2 separate regions of the Sus scrofa genome follow, and region 1 is linked to region 2. The links are chromatin contacts, called in public Hi-C maps. All regions are on one chromosome and are shown on one strand. Each heading gives the region's core, a stretch centred on a gene start, on an enhancer-like site or on the middle of the called end of the contact. The rest is flanking DNA. Distances are from core to core; before and after follow the strand shown. Region 1 has its middle 63 kb from the start of GPAM. Region 2 overlaps RBM20 (RNA-binding protein 20).

Region 1 (2,700 bases), core at 192-2,691, 1.4 Mb before region 2:
CAGGACATTCCAAACTTTCATCAATCACTGGGGCTTTTGCTAAAATGCAGATCTGGATTCAGCCGATGGGAGTGGGACCTGAGAGGCTGCATGTCTAACAAGCTCCCAGGTGACACACTTCGAGCAGCAAGACCTAGAAATCGCTGCCATCTGGCTCTGCTGTCAGCAGCTACACGTCCATGAGAAACGCAGGCTGCAGACCTCCATCTGGGAAACCCCCCTACCTGCCGTCATCAGTAGATTGAGACTGGAAAGGATGGATACCCTCATAATAATTTGACCTCTCTTCAAGTGGAGAGTCCTTATTTGTTCAACATATTTTTTCAGTGGTTGGGGTGGTGGCATTGGTGTTGGCAAGGATTTTTAAAAACTGTGATTTGGATGTTCTTTCTTTCTTTCTTTTTTTTTTTTTTTTTGACTTTGTAGGGCCACTCCTGTGGCATAGGAAAGTTCCCAGGCTAGGGGTAAAATCAGAGCTGTAGCTGCTGTCCTATGCCACAGCCACAGCCATGCCAGGTCTGAGCCACGTCTGCAACCTACACCACAGCTCACAGCAATGCTGGATCCTTAACCCACTGAGCAAGGCCAGGGGTCGAACCTCCGTCCTCATCGTTACATGGTCAGATTCGTCTCTGCTGAGACATGATGGAAGTGTGATATTGGCCACTTCTTAAGCTTTGTGAATCTCCCACTGTGCCTCTTACCAGGCAGCCCTGCTTCTGTTCATGTATGCTGACATAAGCAGATGATATCTAGCCCCTGGGCAGCCTGGAAAGGGCCTTGGTCTTAGCTTGGAAAATTGGATGCTTCTGCTCAAAGACTTTGACTCAAGCAAGGAAGTGCCTCAGAGGCGCAAGGACAGTTACAGCTGGCAGAGGCAGCAGTGAGTATATCCAGACAGCCATGGTGACCCATGTCTAGCACTGGTGGCAGTCATTCTTCACCAGTTCCTGCCCATGGTTTGATCAGGGCTGGGGTTCTGACCATTTGGTCTTGCTTGGTTCCAGGCATCCCACTGATTTTGTGAGCTACTCAACATCCCTCCCATAAGTGTATTTTTGACTTAAATAGGTTTTGTTTCTATTGGTGAAATCAAGATTCCTGATTGGTACCTAGGGTTGTTGCCAGATTAAATTCATCCATGTAGAGCTTAGAGTTCCACCCAGTGCATAAGAAACCACCAATCATTGTTCGTTATGTTGATGAAGAAGAAGAGGAAGAGGGAACTATGGTGGAGGAGGGAGGAGAAAGCAGGAAGGATGCTGAGAAGGACAACATTGAGGGGACTTGCTTCCAAGAGAGAGGTCAAGAAGACCTAAGGACAAGCCAGAGAGATGCAGACTTGAAAGACAAAAAGGAACCACGTATGTGAAGGGCATGTGAAATGAGGCCACAGCCTGTGAACAAGCCCTGGGGAAGTAAGGAGGCTTGCATATTTCAGAAATTGTTGGAAGGTCAGTGAGGTGGAGTTGTGGTGACTGAGGGGGCCACGCATGAATTGCAGCACCAAGTAATGGGTTTTCTGAGTCATAATGGGTTTTCTGAGTCATAGTAAGAAATTAGCATTTAACATTTAATCCTAAGAACTTTGGCAAGGCGTTGGCAACCTCTGCGCCTCCTCCCAGCCATGGATTCCCTCTGCTTGATAGCTCAAGCCTGCCATAGCACTTGACAGATTTGAAGTGGAACCTTGGGAGATGGCATGGGCAGCCCTTCTGCAAAAGTAGATGTGAAGTTGGTCTTGGGGGTGAAGTGTCCACCTCCTTGGAAGGGTTGCCCCTCTTGCAGGCTTGGGTGTTCACTAAATTCATCTGCCTGGCTGTGGGAGTCTTTCTTTGGAAGACAGCTCTGTTAGTCAGTATAGGAAGGGCTATGCTGTAGTAACAAATACTCCCCATATCACAGTGGCTTCACACAGCAGATATGGGCTAACAACTCTCCAGCCAGTTTTCCTTTACACAGTAACTCAGTGATTCTGGCTGCTTTGATCTTGTGGTGCCATAATCTCTTTGGGAAGCTTCTTGGTCACTTTGGCAAGAGATGAGAGTTGGAGGGTCAAACACCAGCTCTGCAATGTTGGTTATTGCTCATTGGCCAGGACCGATCATATAGCCTCACTTAAAGGCGGCAGGGCTGGGAGACATAGAGAAGTGCATGGATTGTTTGATAAACATGATTGTTTCTGCCACAACTTCTAATCTAATCTAGTTGAGTTTCTTACCTATGAGAAACTGATATTAAAGGCCCACACTTGCTATTTGTTGTCCTATCTTCATTAAACTTCACCACAACCACAGGAGATTAAAAAGACTGGCATTATCTCTGTTATAATATGAAGAAACATAGGCTTGGAGAGTGTATTACTGAGGACTCATGGTTGCAGATGTTTAGCGCCCAGGTTCAACTGGTATAAGGCAAATAGGAATTTATTCATGTAAGTAGAAATTCTAATGCTTTAGGCACAGCTGGATCTAGGGTCCTCATGATGTCATCAGGACACCATTTCACTGTGTTGATTCTACTTTCTGCTGTGTTGGTGGGCTTTCTTCTTGTGACAGCCCCAGAGACCTCAGGTTTATATCTTCTCAATTTCAAATATGGTAAAAAGAAAGATTTCCTTCTCAGAGGTTCCCAACTTCAAATCCCAGCATTGAATCTCCTTGGTCTGACTTGGGTCATGTGTCATGCTGATTTGATCAG
Region 2 (2,700 bases), core at 143-2,642:
GTGTCTTTTTGCCACAGACCAACTAAGCCCATGGCTACCTATTGTTTTCTTATTGGTGGTGGGGGGGTTAACACCACTTTCTCCAGTTATTCATAAGAGAAAGTTTCATTTCTCTACTTCAAACACTGTGTGAACATCAGAGGTTGCATTTTTATAGAGCAAGCCAATAAATAAAAACATATGAAATAATGGCTTAGTGTTTAAACACAGAAACTTCAAAATGAGTTTTATTACTTCACTTGAAAAGGTTTTGTTTTGTTTTGTTTTTTCTCTTTTTACTCTATTTAGGAATTGGCAAGGAAAACCTAGGTAAAAGGTCAAGGCCCACATGTTAACCTTGGGTGTATCTCTTACTTAGGATCTCAGGCTTGCCCTTCACCCGTTGGAGTTAGTTTTATCCACAAAATGGGACTAAAAGTGCCTTCCTGGAAGCCTTGGAGGAGTATTTTAAGATACTATTATTACTCTAAACCAGAAAGTGCTTAGGAAAAGGCAGAGTCCTGAATGGAGGAGGCATCTAGACCACGACCTGAGTCCAGAAGGGAAGAAGGGAGGTGACGGCACCTCCATGTCCCTGGCTCCAGCTCCTCTGCACAGCTGGTCAGCTGGTCTAGCAGGTGCTCTGAATTGGCCTGGGGCACTGCAGAAGTGGCTGGTGGATCTGAGGGGGGAGGAAAAGATGCTACTCTGGCAGAACAACAACAAAAATTATTTTTAAATTAAGGCTCAACTCTCTTTTCTCAAACAATAATGCAAATACCAGTAATACACAAGCAGGTGGAGGTTATTTATAGAGAGGATTCTTTTTTCACTTTCTATTCTGAAATAATTATAGACTCACAAGAAGTTGCAAAAATAGCACAGAGAGGTCTATGTCCCTATTACTCAGCTTCCCCCAATGGCAACATCTTATGTAACTATCTTACATTCTCAAAACCAGGACCTGACATTGGCACAGAACTCTGAGCTAGGCTACCGATCTCAATCAGATGTCATCAGTTTGTGCATACACTGTTGCTTTTAAGTTTACAAACTAAAATGGTGGAGGAGAGAGAAAGCACTGGTACAGAACAGTTTGCCAAACTGTAATGAAATCAACACAATGCAATTTTGATAGGGAGCACATGAGTATGCAAACATTACTTTATTACAATATTTCTTCCTGTTGGGTCCATTGTAATCAAATGATATTTGCAGTAATTCATGTGTTTACATTTGTAGAATCTCCCATCCAGGGGGTGAAAGGCTTCATGGACCTTTGTTCCCATAGCAGTTCTATAAGAATAACAAAGAGCTGGTGGTGTTTTCTTTTCCAGAGGGGGAAGCCATCGCCCATGAGGGTCCTCAAACCAGGCCTCCTCTGTGATCAGCCGCCCAGCCCTGATCCACCCATGCAATATCACAGGAGTCCCTCAGCTTTAAGGGCATGTCCAGGTGGAATTTGGTGCTGACCTTGAACTACTCCAGGTTGACTTAGCAATGCTGCCATCTGGTGGTCAAAGAACTAAGAAAATCAGTGATAATTAGTTCTTTGTGGACCATCAGTTAGTTACATACTCAATTTTTACAAGGGAAGCTCTCCTTAAGGCACTGAATATTCTAATAAGGAATGTTTTGTAATGAAAATTATGACTCTGCTGTAGATTAACTATGACCACAAATTTCTTTGAAGCCTTTCCATGAAGAGGTGGAGTCTATCTCTTGAATCTGGGCTGGGCTGGTGATTTGCTTTGGAACATGATGCACAGGAAGTGATGCTGTTTAACTTTCAAGCCTCTGCTTCAAGAGGCCTCAGAGCTTCCCACTTTCCCCTGCTGGAACACTGCCACTTTTTAAACAAGCCCGGACTAGCCTTTAGAACAAGCCAAGGCTAGCCTCCTTGAGGATGGGACTCCACACAAAGAGACAGAGGATCAGCTGTCTAAGCCATTTCTTCTAAGGCCCTAGGTGCATCAGTGAGGCCATCCAAGACCAGGCAGTCCCAGCTGAACCACTACCTGGTGTGGTGATGAATGTGCCCAGGCAAGACTGGCTGAAGCCAACTCAATCATAAGAAACACTAAATTGTTGTTTTAAGCCACCAAATTCAGAGATGCCTGTAAAACAGTAGTAGATAACTAACACACACCCTCAAATTTATGTGGTATTTTTTGGCTACACCCGAGGCATGTGGAAGTTCTTAGGCCAGGGATCAAACCCACGCCACAGCAGTGACCTGAGCCGCTGCTGTTGACAATGCTGGATCCTTAACCCACTGAGCCACAAGGGAATACCTCAAATTCCTGTTTTAAAAATATGTATTCTGAACCATAACTTTAAGATTTAATACTACTATTTTAAATTGAGAAAGGCATCATACATCAATATTTCCATGTGATAAGTCCTAACCATGATACAAATTTTGAATGTTGCATACTTTGCTTTTCTTATGCATTTTCAGACCCTGCCATGTGTTATCATTCATTCATTCATTCATTCATCATACATTAACTGAACGTGTCACCAGTAATAGCTACTAGGGAGGCACTAAATACTTGGCAGTGAATTAGACATGATGCCTACCCTTAAGAAGGTCACGGCTACTGGAGAAGACTCATGGGCAAATGCATCATAACAACACTGTGGAATTATGTTAGGTTAGAACAGAGGAGTAACTCCCTTGGTGTTAGCAGTAGGGGTGGTAGGATGGATATATTAGTC

What was found. A called contact is a pair of places that touch in the nucleus more often than the background predicts.
Region 1: a Hi-C map of embryonic fibroblasts shows a contact between it and region 2, with 2.9 times the contacts expected there. The contact joins two enhancer-like sites. A contact is called at or near these places in 2 of 47 Hi-C or Micro-C datasets (embryonic fibroblasts and retroperitoneal adipose tissue).

What each region holds. Positions count from the first base shown.
Region 1 is chr14:122,517,627-122,520,326 of Sscrofa11.1, reverse strand. No RefSeq gene overlaps it. Among named protein-coding and RNA genes, the nearest start is that of GPAM, 63 kb to the left of the region's middle. Within about 2 kb of position 1,441, at least 6 of the 83 cell types and tissues checked have an H3K27ac peak or open chromatin away from gene starts, as enhancers often do. A contact at or near this core is called in embryonic fibroblasts, where this site is marked.
Region 2 is chr14:121,167,178-121,169,877 of Sscrofa11.1, reverse strand. All of the region lies in intron 1 of RBM20 (RNA-binding protein 20), which reads right to left. Among named protein-coding and RNA genes, the nearest start is that of PDCD4, 100 kb to the left of the region's middle. Within about 2 kb of position 1,392, at least 13 of the 83 cell types and tissues checked have an H3K27ac peak or open chromatin away from gene starts, as enhancers often do. A contact at or near this core is called in embryonic fibroblasts, where this site is marked.